2 separate regions of the Mus musculus genome follow, and region 1 is linked to region 2. A link is a contact called in public promoter capture Hi-C data. All regions are on one chromosome and are shown on one strand. The core of a region is the stretch at or near the end of the contact, and the rest is flanking DNA. Distances in the headings are between cores, read along the strand shown.

What was found. Promoter capture Hi-C pulls out the DNA fragments that hold promoters and counts their contacts.
Region 1: a promoter capture Hi-C map of liver shows a contact between it and region 2, with 2.6 times the contacts expected there. The contact joins the enhancer-like site here to the promoter of C4bp in region 2. A contact is called at or near these places in 5 of 39 promoter capture datasets (cranial neural crest, embryonic stem cells, liver and 1 more) and 1 of 9 other capture datasets (embryonic stem cells).

What each region holds. Positions count from the first base shown.
Region 1 is chr1:131,071,118-131,074,158 of GRCm38.p6, reverse strand. The region is part of intron 1 of Mapkapk2 (MAP kinase-activated protein kinase 2); the gene reads left to right. It also overlaps the pseudogene Gm25549. Among named protein-coding and RNA genes, the nearest start is that of Mapkapk2, 25 kb to the left of the region's middle. Within about 2 kb of position 1,613, at least 49 of the 459 cell types and tissues checked have an H3K27ac peak or open chromatin away from gene starts, as enhancers often do. A contact at or near this core is called in liver, where this site is marked.
Region 2 is chr1:130,660,321-130,663,472 of GRCm38.p6, reverse strand. C4bp (complement component 4 binding protein) reads left to right here and starts at 1,855. Exons shown (of 10, transcript NM_007576.3): 1 at 1,855-2,025.

The sequences.
Region 1 (3,041 bases), core at 364-2,863, 410 kb before region 2:
CACAGTGCTGCCCATCCGACTGACTGATGTTGCTGTTAAGATACTCAGCGTGATATCACATTGAATCCTCGAACAGGAGCTGCACACATTCTGTTTGCTCTTGTCTCATTTAATCCCTGCTTCTAGCTGATGAAAAAGCTACTACTAAAATTAGCTTTATTGGGACCCTGGTTTAAATCAGCCTTTCTTAGCTGTGGTATTATTGACTAGATGCATTGTTGTGATAGGAGCCAGGGAGAGTGGGGGTAGGGTAGAAGTTGATGTTGTCCTGGGATTTGTAGGAATGAGCAACGTTATGGCTTTCACTGCTTAGATGCAGTTGCCATGTGCTCCCCAAAGCAGTGATAATGAACACTTATGCCAGATAACTGCCAAGTGTGCCTTGGGGCAAGCATCAGTATAGTTTGGTGGTACCACACTCACTAAAGATGGAACTATACAGAGAAGACTAGCATGGCCCCTACACAGGACATGCACATCCATGAAGCAATCCATCCATCACTTTCCAGAGGACGGGTCCCTGCTAGGTTTGTGGGGCAACATTTATTTCCCTTGGAGTCTTTTGTTCCTGCTGATCAGGAAGTAGAATGAAGTGGTCTTGATGGGGGGAGGGTCAGCCTAGTTTGAAAACAGGTCCAAGCTGTTGCTTTTCCTAAAGCTAATCACTATGGATCTCTAGTGTGCATACTTCCAAGTTATGTGTTTTGTGTGGTCTTCATTTTCTAACGTTCATGAGTTTCACCTACTACAGATGAAATGACCAGTTCTCGGCAGCGTGGCTCAGCTTTCGGCTGCCGTGGTGGATTAGCATTGAGTGATTGTGTGGAGGACAAACTTCTCTGTGAGCTCTTGAGTGTGCAGGTCACCGTGCACATGGTAATATTGTGGGCAGTGACCAATCTTTTTACAGTCAGTTGGTTATTGGTCAGCAGGCCATCTGGGAAAGTTTGTGCTTCTGTTTCTTCCTTGTCTCTAACGAGAAACTCATGGCATATTTTGATACATATTTGATACACATTTAGATACTATCACTGTCTGCATTAAGTGGCTGAGGGTAGTGTAGATTGAGAAAATGAAGTCATTGGTTAAGGCCAGGCAAGGTTGAAGTTGGTATTTGAATGAACTTTAGAACTATGCCTTTAGTCACAATTCTTTACACCCTTTGTTTTTCTTAGAAGTAGCTTAATAACAAAAACCAACAAGTATGTTTACTGCAGGAGGCACAGATCTAAGCCCAGTTTTATTAACCCCTCCCTGAGGAAGATACATTATTGTCCTATTCTGTGTGGAAGGGGACTGGAGGCCTGACGATAGGAACCTCCTTGGGGCCACTGCCCAGATGGTGGCAGACCGGCTGGGTCCACCCCAGGCAGGCAGACAGAGCCTTTGCTCCCTGGTATCTGGAGCCACTCCTGTGACAAGGTTCCTTCCTCCTCTGCTGTTGTAGTGACTCCAGAAATACTAACAGGTCTTGGAGGCGATTTTTGCCTCATGTTTTCTCCTACTGTGTCTTAAAGCAAAAGCAGTAACAAAAAACCCTGTTGCCCAGGCCACGCCTGATTGTTTCTGTCTGCTCTTTCCACACTGCAGATTTCATAAGCTTGTTGTCGGTGATGTCGTTAGTCAGCTCAGTGGTAAAATATTAGACAAAGCCAAGGATGGCATTCCTTGTTTTTGTCATGGGGTGGACTCTCTGAGTTAGTCAGCAAGCAGATTTTTATGGACTTCCTCTCAAGTGCCGTGTATTGGGGACTTACAACTTGGAACCAAAGAATGGACAAGACATTGCCTTGGTCTGTAGTGGGAGAAGACACCTATTGTGAGTAACACCAGTGTTTTTAGCTTTTGCTTTGGTATGACCAAACACCTTAGCAAAAGCCATCCGAGGAAGGGTTTATACTGGCTCAAGGTTCAGAGAGTCCAGTCCATAGTCAACATGGCCCCATGTGCTTGGAGGAACGTAGTAAAAGAGAGCTGTTTATGGGAAATAACAAGATGGGGAGCTGGTGACAGAATCCATTCAAGGACTTACCTTTAGTGACCTGCCTTCTCTAGTCAGGTTTCAACCTCTTAAAGTGTCCAGAACCTCCCAAAATAGCACCACCATGGGGGCCTAAGCATAATTTAGTAACTCTTTGAGACAAGAAATGCGAGTCACTGGCCGTGATTTCTCAGGGAGCCCAGGCTGGACAGTGAAGGCCTAGCTGATGATCTGCCCCAGAGCTTTACCAGAGATGGTGCATGTAAACCAGTCCGTGTGTTTGGTCTTCCCTTTAAACAAGCAGTAACTCTGTACCTCTCAGTGGGTAGAGTGTTAGCACTCTGGATTGCGGATTGCTTCCTTGCCCATGTTTAGCATTTCTAGTCTGACAGACATCGAGCCTTCGTGCTAGAACAGATGGGCAGGGTAGCCATGGACATTCCCCCAGTTTCTGTTCCCAACAGGGGGCCCCTTCCTCCCTGATCAGTTTTGACTTGGCTGCAGCATCTAGTTCACGCGCTGAGGCACTCTGCTCTCTTTTCCTGAGCTGACACCCACTCTGCCCTGCCTGGCTTGCTAGCAGGTTTTAGGTCTTGGGATCCATCTTTCAGTGCCTCACTTTCCTTGTGATTAGGTGATACTAGAGCTCACAGTTATGATGCTACTCTGATAGGGGAAGTAATTCCTAAAAGTTTAAAGGGGCTGGGCAGTAGTGGCACACGCCTTTAATCCCAGCACTTGGGAGGCAGAGGCAGGCGGATTTCTGAGTTCGAGGCCAGCTGGTCTACAGAGTGAGTTCCAGGGCGGCCAGGACTACACAGAGAAACCCTGTCTCGAAAAAAAGAAAAAAAAAAGTTTAAAGGGAAATCAAAATGGCAGATGTTTTAGTTGTGGAAAGCAAAGTCATCCGGAAAGGCAAGGTGTTTCTAGAAATAATATTTTTTCTAGAGATAATCCAAAAAGAAGGCCCCAGACTAAATTTTAGAGTATGCAGAAGGTATGGTATAACCCAGCATTGGACTAATGAATATAAGTCAACAAGGGCTAGGCAGGGTAACAC
Region 2 (3,152 bases), core at 606-3,105:
GCACTTGTAATAAAGCAATATTATGGGAAAGCACACAGATCCGTTTACCAACTAAAGCCAGGACATTGGAGCATTCTTTATACAGGATGCCACGATTCCAGGAGACTAAGTTTCCGTGAACTTTTTGCCTCGGGACAGCGCCCAGGTTTTCGGGGCCTGTCGCGCTTGTCACTACTGGAGTGAATGTAGCACATTTGAACCTGCAGATGAAGACTGCATTCTTGAGAAGCTCAGCATCAGACTAAAGGAGAAAAAGGAGTTTGAAGTTTTGGCAAGATGGCAGGAACACTTCAGGATAAGAGACAAGATGAAAAATTTAGAAAAGAAGAATCAACCCTTTAAATCAGGGTTGATCAGGACAAAAAAAATGACACGGATTAAACTAATGCACAATGTTTTCATAAAATAGAAGGCAAAATAATTTGTTGTGATTTAGATAAGTTAGTCCCCTGGGAGAGAGAACTCTGCGCTTACCGTAGTAGAAAGCAGGAAAAGGACTTGAAGATACTGATAAACGATATTTGGAAGAGTGAACTGAGGGCGGTATTTCCTCCAAATCAGCTTCCGGGACTTCATAGGATCGCTTTTACATGGACTCTTATCACATTAAATCAGTCTCTTACCTTTGTGACGTGGCTGTGCTTTCTTTACCTCTAATATCCTCCTCATTTTCCTCTCAGTAATTTCTGCTTATCAGTGAAGGTGCACCCCAAATCTTATAACTTGGTCAAACTTCACGGAGGAGCTCAATTTGTGAGGCCATTAGTGTTTATTACAGAGCATAAATTATGATGTCAAAAAAATTTTTTTTCCCTATGTTGATCCAACCCAAGGATTTTGGACATATCAGACAAGTGCTCTACCACCCAACAGCATTTCCAGCCTTTGGTTTCTGAGATAGGATCTTACTATGTAGCCCAGGTTAATCTTGAAATCATAATCCTCCTGCCTCAGCCTCCCAAGTGCTACAGTTACAAGATTATACACTACATCTGGTAAGAACTAATTTTTACTACTTAGAGTTACAATTATTTATTTATATGAGGGGCATTTGGGGCATGGCATGCTTGTGGTAGTCAGAGGACAACATATACGAATTGGTTCAATCTGGGGATAAAACTCAGGTCTTTAGGCTTCATGACATGCACATTTACCCACAGAGCCATCTCACTGGTCCAGAAGTGCTTTCCAAGAGCAATCCTTGGGGCACACAAATCTTTAAACTTATTATTAACAGACTAAGGGTCCATTTCAGGACTTGACTTTATCTGTATATTTATGTGATCGCAAACACATAAATTAGCCTCTTCATTACATTTTTCTGAATATTGACGAGTGTCAGACTGACTTCTGGAGATCCTTTGGTGCCTGGTAGTGGTAGTTGCTAATATCTGTGGAGCTCTGAGTATGTTCCAGTCAGGTCAGCACACAGCAGGAACTCAATAAACAACACACATACTGTGTCTATTGTAGCTCCTGGTGATGCCTGGAGACCAGTGAAGAGTAAGATCCTCAGATCCAACGTCCCTGAGTGGGTCTGCAGTCCTGGGAAGAGAATCATTTTAGTCAGAGTGGGTCTGAACTCCAACTCAAGGTTCCTAGGCTGGTTGGATTTTGTGATGCATAACTCTTATGATTATGAAAAGACAGAAAATTCTGGCATCAAATTCCAAGTCCCCTTCTAACTTAGGGGAAATGGTTGGCAGAGAAGAAAATAAATAATTCCAACACATGATGAAGAATGAGGGCTGGGAGAGAAGGAGATTAAATAAACACTGCTGCTCTAGTCTGTTAATCATTCACCGGGACAGAGGAGACTGTCTCCCTGTCCGTCATACTCAACTGCTTAACCAGAAACTTGTGTGGGTGGAATGCAAGGATCACTTGCGTGGGTAGACTTCAGAAGCTTTTTTGATGGAGCAAGTACTGGCCAGCTTTAGGATAATATGATCAACTCTCATCTTGGGAGAAACTAGTACAGTAGAGATCCAAGTACCACCACAGAGTCTTTCTCTGCTATTGCAGGTCAGTGGGCTACTGAGCACTTGGGTGGGGCATTGTGGGTAAAGCTGGTCATCAGGTTCTTTAGTGTGTGCTCCTCTGTGTTCTATTTATTATTTTTGAGATTACAATTTAATTACATTTTCCCATTCCTTTTCCTCTCTCCAAATCTTCCCATACAGCCCTTCTTGTTCTCTTTCAAATATAGTCTCCTTTTTTAAATTAATTGTTATCACATGCATCTATTCCTAAATACAACCTGTTCAGTCCATATAATGTTACTTTTATGTATGTTTTCAGGGCTGATAATTTGGCGCTAGGAAACCAATTGCTGTGGATCTTCCATGGGAAATACCACAGCTCTTACTACCAGCTTTCCTCAGTTGCCTATAGTTCTTTGTGTAGAATCAAAGCCTCGTGGGATTCCACTGTCTAGTTTTGTATGTTCATCAGTGTTCTTGTTTGGGTCATGTTTGGGAGGTCATGTTGGTGAGACTTTTCTGATACAGTTTCTGATGTTGCTAGGTGACACAATTTCACAGTAAATTCCTTGGACCCTTGGATCCTACAATCGTTCTGCCACCTCCTCTGTAGTTTCTTCTCAGGTGCAGGAGTGTTTCTTAGATGTAGACATCAGAACTGGGACCCATAACTCTGCATTTTGATTGGTTGTAGTTTTCTGCGGTGGCCTCTGTTACAAAGAGAAGTTGGGGTTTTTCTGTTGTTGTTTTTTGTTTTGTGTGTGTGTGTTTTCTGATGAGGGGTTCAAGACTATGTGAGTATGACGATAAATATTTATAGAATGTTGTTAGAGATTATGCTGGCTTAGTAAATTAGTAGTTGTAGATTCTCTAATAACTGGAACTTCACTAGCATTGAGTAGTTAGTTAGCTAGGTTTATAGCAACAGACATGGTTGAATGGGCCTTAAATACAATTAGAGAGTTTCTGGTTACTTTCAAACAATATGTCCCACTATTACACCCTTAGGGTTACTGTATCATGTTGGTCATTGATGCATTCATGGGCATCAGAGCTGGGTAGGACTATTGGTTGCCTTTCCCCTTTTTTTGGAAGCTTGCACAATGTCTTCTAGTAACATTTAAGTCCCCAGAGAGGGGACATTCAGATCAGTTCCATTTCAGGGATCTC